2 separate regions of the Ovis aries genome follow, and region 1 is linked to region 2. Evidence: chromatin contacts called from public Hi-C data. All regions are on one chromosome and are shown on one strand. Each heading gives the region's core, a stretch centred on a gene start, on an enhancer-like site or on the middle of the called end of the contact. The rest is flanking DNA. Distances are from core to core; before and after follow the strand shown.

The links. A called contact is a pair of places that touch in the nucleus more often than the background predicts.
Region 1: a Hi-C map of hypothalamus shows a contact between it and region 2, with 2.9 times the contacts expected there. The contact joins the enhancer-like site here to the promoter of FOXP1 in region 2. A contact is called at or near these places in 3 of 16 Hi-C or Micro-C datasets (hypothalamus, liver and tail adipose tissue).

The regions. Positions count from the first base shown.
Region 1 is chr19:30,161,246-30,165,218 of ARS-UI_Ramb_v3.0, reverse strand. The region is part of intron 2 of FOXP1 (forkhead box P1); the gene reads right to left. Among named protein-coding and RNA genes, the nearest start is that of FOXP1, 40 kb to the right of the region's middle. Within about 2 kb of position 2,093, at least 22 of the 54 cell types and tissues checked have an H3K27ac peak or open chromatin away from gene starts, as enhancers often do. A contact at or near this core is called in hypothalamus and tail adipose tissue, where this site is marked.
Region 2 is chr19:30,120,546-30,124,909 of ARS-UI_Ramb_v3.0, reverse strand. It overlaps FOXP1 (forkhead box P1), which reads right to left and starts at 1,627. Exons shown (of 21, transcript XM_060402218.1): 1 at 1,432-1,627. LOC121817230 (a long non-coding RNA gene) reads left to right here and starts at 187. Exons shown (of 2, transcript XR_006057040.2): 1 at 187-633; 2 at 1,365-4,364.

The DNA of each region.
Region 1 (3,973 bases), core at 844-3,343, 40 kb before region 2:
CAAGAGTGTAGCAAGTATCTGATACCCTGATACAGTTATTAACTTGAAGATCCTCATACTATTAATAGTTACGAATTTGATTCCAAACAGAAATCAAAGTTCAGAAGGAGACAACTGTCCTTAATCATTTTAGGCCAGCAAGGCATATGAACCACATAACAAAAAGCTCGCAAATATTTTACCATGAAAGGCACACATATTATGAAGCCTGAGATTGTGCTGTTTCCTGCAGCCATTGCGGGAATGCTGGGTTTGAGTCCTGGATATGTCTCAGGCCAGATATGTAACTCTGGGAATGTCCTTTATCTTAGTAAACTACCCTGTCTCATCTACAAGGCCACTGTCCAGCCTATCATTCTACCAATTCATGCTTCTTCTAAGCTTTTAATCATTAGGTAATCAACTTTAACTGCATGCATATTTACATGTTTATCAAACCCACTGGGCAATTACAGTTCTCAGCCCAGGGTAAGTGGGAAGAAGTTTATTTGGGCACATTTAAAAGTACCCTTGATCAGAAAACCATTTCTTAAGAAAAGAAAATAAGATGGGCTCAGGGGTTGGGTGGGTGGGTGGGGAGATTTGCTCTGATAAAGTGCATCATAAGCCCTTCCTCCCCTGGCTGGTCCATATTCTAAATCATTTCCTTGCTTTCACATAGTAAATTTTCTGCTAGATGTCTAGATATGCTGGAGATCAGGTTACAGTGTGAAGGACGAAAGATAAAAACAATCTGCATACTTCCATCTGGCTCTTCAGAACAAAGTCTAGAGACTTGAAATGTGAGGAGAGAAGCATGCTTCTCTAGCTGCACAGCAGATACGGCAAAATGTCACGGAAACAAATCTTTCAAGAGAATCAGAGATGCTGGAATGTGTAATTAACCAAAATTTACTGAGAGCATTTTAAAAAAAAATAAGACCTGGTACAAAACACAATGTTGCCCCTATTACAACTGGATGAAAGTTGAGAACAGACAAACGTATTAGAAAACCCATCCTTACATCCTTATTGTCGTCAAATTACTCTTAAAAAAAAAAAAAACTACCAAACTTCTCTATATTTATTAACACAGTCTTGCCTAGTTTTTAGGACTCAAAAGTCAACATTCAAGGCTTGACTCGTGTCAAACTATTCCTAAGCCACATGGCACAGGGCCACGCAAGACGGATTTTCAATATGAAACAAACCAGAAGGTCCAATACAAACACGGGCTTTCCAATATATAAAATTTAAGAAAAGCCAGGGTCTGTGCAGAAAACATTAAACTGGTTTATATATCAAAATCATGAGGTTTTAGCAGAAATGTAGCTTTAAAATAATTTACAAAATGGCTCAACGATGAACATTTTCCTCCACGAAAAAACAACACCCTTAATGTTTTTCATATGGCACATAAATTTTACAATACCTGCAGGAATATTTTCATAGGTTACACCAACACCATAGGTCTTTTTAGCTCTTAAGCATATTACGATTCTTGCCTTTTTATAGCATTTTTGTTGTTGTTTGCACCCAATGTAATAAGCTTTTGAGAACAAGACACAAACCACAATAAAAAGGGGGGGGGGAAAAAAGGACTGCCCTTTGTAGCTGCAACTTTCATGAGGGGGTGGGGATGGGGGAAGAGAGGGCTTCAAACCCAGTTTTTATAGCTGCTATCTTGATGCAATTAGTGTAAAATAATTGTCTGCACAGGCCAAAGAAGAGGCTAAGTTGAGGCACTTGAATGCCTTCCCGAAAATGATTTCCCTGCCTCTCCCTTCAGCCTGCTGCAACAGATGTTGGCTGTTAAGCCGCGCAGACGACACAGTTCATGACTCTTCTAAGACGGCTGTGTGCCACATCTGCAGTTGATGAAATGGAGAGCAGAAGTGTGGCAGACACACAGAGGAGAGTGTGAGCGAGGCAGGCAGGCGCAGGCTGGGCCCGAGGAACTGTCTTGAAGACTGGCCTAAAAATAGACACGCGCTCACACTCCTCCACCCTCCGCATCCAACCTCATAAAACCGGCCCGCCTGTCCTATTATGGAGTCAGCCTATGGCAGACACTTCCTGCGTCCAAGTCGGGCGGTGGATACCGCGAGAGCGGCGAGGCGGGAGTGGAGGGAGGCAGGCTGCGCAGCATCCTCAAACTGCAGCTTCGCTCTCCGAGCCTCGGTAGGACTGGGATGTGGTCCAAGTTCAGCTGGGCCCCCAGAGAAAGGCAATGCTTGTGTTTAGCCCGCACAATACTGACATAACATTAACAGATTTACATATGCAAAACTGTGAAGCAACAGGCATTCCCCCTCAATTGACCCACAGCTTGTAGTGTCTGCCGAGTTATTCCCCGCTTCGGCTCTGTAACCAAGTGGGCGGCATGCGAATACCATCTGGGTACCACTTATTGAAAACTGGCAGTCGTTCTGTAATAGGCAAGCTGGCAATAAGAGGGAAGGGAATAAATTGCATCATTTAGTTAACATCCACTTGCTCTGCGGCTGTTAAAAACCCATGACTGAATAATAATTTGGTTATTTCTTTTGCCAGAAACTGCCGTCAGCCAAATCGTACTACGCATGCTTGCAGAAGTCGACTTGCAAAATTTCCACTTGAAAAGGGATTGAGGAAGATCAGGGCGAAATGGGCACCTAGCTCTGGTTGGGAACAGCAGTGACTCCGGGTGCATGGTATCTCTATGTCTTTCAAGTGTCCTCGTCACCCTAACCATGGTCAACACCAAGCCCTGGTCAGCCACCAGCCACGCTGAGCCACAGAACCAGGCTGCGATGTGCAACAGTGCCCCTAAGAGGCGCAGACTCGAGGGCGTGTGTGACAACTGACAGCTACATGGCGCAGATGTGGCTGGGCAAGTCTTGTCTGGACAGACATCCCCTAGCCTCTGCCTCGAAACAAAGTGGGAGGGCAGGCTCACAGGAAACCTGAGTGCTACCTGCCCAGGTCCCCTAACTCTATGCCTGGAGCAGGCAGGCGGCAGGCTTCTTTCTGGTTTACTCAACTCCTTCCAATCTGACTAACAAAGAAAATGCCAGAACCCCCTTAGACAGCAACATAAAGGTAGATGCCATCTTCAGGAAAAGTCCATGTGTCTGAAATGGTTCTCTTTAGAATGTATTTGTAAAGATGTGAAATCTTATTTACTACATACTGTGTGTGCATGTGTGTGCATATATATTCACACATACATATACACACACACACATACACATATTACTTTTTAAAAGTCTGTTAGACAAATCAGGACTGAAATATGCCAAAAAGACTAATGCTATGGCATTTTCTTAAACTTTACTTTAAACTTCGTATCTTTTAATTATTGGTATCTTTCCTAATGGCTACGGCATTGGTCACTTACACATAGTTAAGCCTTAATTTTCCTCAGAGACTTCAAAAAGGAAAAGACACAGAAAACTAAAAGAAATAAAAAATACATCTATAGCTTTTAAAAATTTCTATAGCACTGGTCACTTACACATATTTCAGCCTTGATTTTCCTCAAAGACACAGAAAATGAAAGGAAGGAAAATGGGAAAATTGGGTCCAAAAAGAGAATAAAGCAGGAAAGAAAAGATAAGGAAGTGAAGTAGTACAAGTGAACAGTTTGTCCAATCAAATAAAAAAAGAAAAAGGAAAGCCTTTGCCCTGACGTTAATGGCAAAAACACATGTTTACAGAATCCAAACCCGAAGCTCTCCTTACTCCTGCATTTGAAAGGAAAATGCTAAACAATCTTTCAAAGCCCCAAACAAATTAAAGACCACTTGATTTTATAAGTGGGGTGGTCCTTGTGAAAATAACACAGTCCGCTGTTTGTACATTAAAACAGGCAGAATGTGATCACCAAGGCAGGGGAGAGAAAAAGAAGCAGGACTAAATTGTTACGTATTTTATAAACCACAACATTTGTAAGTCACCACATGTTTAAGTGAAACTTGAGTCATAGTTATTTTCAAGGGAATGACGATAGACA
Region 2 (4,364 bases), core at 378-2,877:
TTCTGGGCGCGAAGCTCCCTTGCGCCCGCGTGTGTCACCGCCAGTCTCCAGGGACCAAGGTGGAGCTCACAACAGGTGGGGAGGGGGACTAGCCTAGGGCCAAAAAGGAGAAGGAATCAAAGTTTCCGAGCGCAGCAGCGTCTGGGAAGGAGGGGGGGCAGAAGGCGGGGGCGAGGGGAGGCGGAGGCAGTGAATGACCGCGACCCTGCAGCAACTGGCAAACCCCTCGGCTCCCGGCGCCGCCACCTCGGTCCCCACCCGAGGCGCACGGCCGCCCGGCTCGCGGGCTGGCTCAGCTGAATCCTCTCTGCGGGGCACGAATGGAGCGCCGGGAGCTCGGGAAGAAGGCGGCGCGCAGACGAGGAACAGAGAGCCATCGGCTGCCGGGACAGCGCCAAAGGGACGCGGCGACTCGCGCACGTCTCAGGACATATCGAGGCTTGGGAAATCCCCTCCACCCCCGTTCTTAAGAGGGGAGTACACCCAGAAAGTGCATGTGATGGCGTGGAGAGGAATCCGCGCGCGGCGACGACCCGCAGCGCGCCCTGCTCCCACTCTCACTCGCGGAGCTGGCCACGGCAGTCGCGGATCCCTGGCAGGGAGGCTGAGTTCGCTGGGCCGAGCGCGTGAGGGGTACGTGTCTAGCTGAGGGTGTGCGGGTATGTGTTTTGAGTTTTCTGGGCTCTGGGGTGCGACAGAGGAGTGTCCCCGCCATCGAGGTCGGGACGCGGCGTGCGTAGCACTAGAGACGTCCCCAGCCGCGGGGCCTAGGGCGCGGACATCCCCAGTCATTCTGCTGAGGCCCACGGAGCAGCCCCTGGGCACAGAGGGGACAAACACTAGCAGTTGAGCGAAGGGAAAAAGTTTGCTCTAAGTGCAAACTTTGGGCTCGAGAAGCACCCAGCAGCGCGCCCCCCTCCCGCCGTGGACCTGACCCCGGGCCCTGCGCCCTCCCGGCAGCTACTCGGAAGGCACCCCAACAACGGACACTGAAAGTTACACCAGGCCGCCTGGGCTTATCGATTTCTCTCCCCACGGCGAGTGCAGAACAACGCGTGAAGGGGCCAAGGGGAAGGCGAGATTGCCTCCTCGCCGCTGCCTTCGCCGCCCCACCCCCCATTTGACTTATGGAAATGCACCCAAGAGAGCAGTGCCCCTGGAAACCCCTCCACCCCCAGGCGACTCGCAGCCCCCACCCACCCCAGAGCCTGGCCCTGACCCTGGGAAGAGAGAGGCTGCCTCTGGGGAGGGCTGGGGGAGATGCACGTGGAGCCGTGGAGCCGGGAGATGGAAAGTAGATATTTTTCTTTTCTTTCTTTCTTTCTTTTTTTTTTTTTTTTGGTTGTTGTTTTTGTTGTTTAAAGTGGTCGGAAACAAGGCAGGAGGCGGCTTGGGAAAAAGTGGAGCAGAAATGGAAAAATACAAACTCACCCGCTGCAAATGGTCTCTCGGTGCAAACTAAGGTGTTTTCGGGCCTTTCCCCGAGCGCGCCCACTCCCGCCCGCGCGCGCACCCCCGCAAACACACTCACTTGGTCACACACGCGCGCGCGCGCGCACATATACACACACACACACACACAGACACACACATACACACGCACTCCCGGGCGAGGGCCGGGCCGCGCGAGTACAGCATGAAACCGCCACACAATAAATAACAATAGATTCCTCCGCTCCGGACTAGCTTCCCGGAGCCCAGCTAGCGCCAGTGGTGGCGGCGGCCGCAGAGGCGCGGACGGCGTCGGGCCGGGGCTTTCCCCAGCCTGCTCCCACCCCTGACATCCAGCCTGGGCCCCTTCTCCACCTCACGCGCCCACAAACCACCCCCGGGCCTGAGCCTGCTCACCCTCCTTCCCCAAGCCACTTAGGTGCTGGTGCCCGCCCCCACCCCCGGAACAAATAAATAAATAAGGCGCGCGCGAGGCCAACACGTCGCGGAGGGAGATGTTGTTATTTTTTGCTGTTGTGCGTCCCTGACGTCACATCCACCTGCTGGGTAAACAACAAGGCTTGCAGCAAAAAAAAAAAAAAAAAAATCGCAGTTGCCAAAGCAGGGCTGGGGGAGGTGGGAATTGGGGGCAAGGGGAACAGAGAGGTAGGAGTGAGGGGCGTCCAGGCTGGATGGGAGAGAGGGAGGCAGAGCCTGCAGACCCGAGAGAGAGGAGGGCCACGCCAGAGCAGTCCCTGGCAAAAGAGGAATCAGGCAAGAAAGACCTGGAAAACAAGGGGCATGGGGGAGGGGGATTCCTCAGAAGAGGGGAAAGGGGGGCCCATTCAGACCCTGGGGAAAAAAGCGAGAGGGAGAGTGTTAGCAACTAGGGACGAAGATCGTAAGGCGACGGCTATTTGCTTGGTTTCTGAGCTAAAAATACAGAAGGAAGAGGAGAGGATAGACAGGGATGTGAGTTTCCTCCAGTTAAAAGTGAAAGTGTTTTGCCATCAGTGACAGTTGAAGGAGGGGGAGGGGGTGGTGTTTTCAACCCCCTTTCTCCTTCTCTCCCGTCCTCCCTCGGTCTCTCCTCTTTCTTTCTGTACTTTGTCCAATGAAAGAAGGCGAGTTCGGAAGGTGAAAGTTCAGCAGGAGGACAAACCCCTGTTTGCAAGAAAGAGAAACCAGCCAGCGAGGGGTTTTTCCCCCTGTATTTCTGAAGCAGGAGAGTGTAATGTGGGACGCTTCCCCGTCCTTCCTTCTCAGAGTCACTGCAGGAATGTGTAGTTAGATCCACTTCAGGGGAAAGTGGCTGCGTTGGGAGCTCTGTTCTTGCCACGGTTTCTCTTAGGAAAACGCCCAGGGGGCTAGAATGTCAATCAGTTGTTTAACACAAATTACCTTCTCTCCCAGAGATCAGTCACATGTAAAAAGCTTTGTCCAATTCTTTGAAAAGGTGAGACTTTTTTTCTTTTTGTTGCTTTGAAGTTTGGTGGAATTTAGAAATTTGAAGGAGTAAATTAGGAGCCTGGATTAAATATTTTGAAATATACATGTACAAAACAAAAGACACAAGCATTTCTTTCACTATCATCAATACAAATAGAGAAGGAAGATGACTTTCTGTTTCCACACTGTGACTTGGAAAGATACATGGCTCTATGGTTTGTTATTGTTTTTAACAGAAATAATTTTTTCAGACTCTTAACCTCAGATGCCGCTAACATACCAGCATTTCCAGCTACCGGCTGGGTGGTATAGCAGGGTAACTCTTTATGAGAATATATTGGCAGCCAGTCCTGTGGATTCCTACAAAGTACTTGGGAGGTGAGGAGACAATGGGGGAAGGGGGGAAGACCTGGTGGGGAGGGTAAGTATTATCTCTCTGGTCTTTAGCCTGGCTGGGGCAGTTGTAGATAACCAATATTCTGAAAAAGAGTTATTATCAATTTTTTGGATACTGTCTGTATACAAATATTTTAAAACATTCATTTACTGAAGAATTCTAAATCTCAATTTCAACAATAGCATAAGACTACCATTTTAAAATTGTATCTGTTTTGCAAGTAAAAAAAAAAAATCATTCACTCATGCTACAGAATAAAGCCAGAGACAGGGAGACCATGCTAAGGTAATTACAACACAGTAGAATTCTTGTTGAATGCATGCTGTGTAAGACGCTAGGCTATCCAGGCAAAACCATCCATCAGATCTTTAGACTAGAATCGAGATAAAGAAAATGTGTTTCAGTTCCTGCAGCACTTCCTAGCTTCCTAGAGGCTAGAGTTGTGTTCTTTGATTCAAGAAATTAAGACATGACACACCTACTATGTTCTAGACCATATAGTAGGCACTGAGGGATGCAAAAATACATAAAATTTCTGCCCTTGAGGAGCTCACAGTCTACATCTGTCAGTGATAACATCTAATATTTATTGAATCCTTACCATGTACTAGACAATTATATAAAAGCTTTGTCTTCTCAGTTAACACTATGAACAACCCTTTACCACCCATTACCATCACTGGAAATTCCATATGCTGAATTTACATGGAAGTAAATGGAAATCTACAAAGTAGCCAGTCTATGGAGGGTTGTTGGCTGGGGATGTGATGATGTTTTTCATTTCTACAGTGTTTATGCCCGATATAACATGTTATGGTATATGTTGGGTTGCAAAATTATAACTCAGGGGAATAGCAATTTATTTCAATATGACAAATTTATTCATCATCTCTAAAGAACAATTCATGCTCTGATCTTGTTTTCAGATCAAATAGTGAGTTTTGTGTGTGTGTGTTTTTTTTAAATTATTAGCATTGCCATACTAAAGGAGATCTTTAGGTTACCACTGATCTTATTCTGCATTTTAACTTTCTTACATTCACCTGAAAGTGGGGGCCAAAATCAGACTGGCAACAAGTTTTGCAGA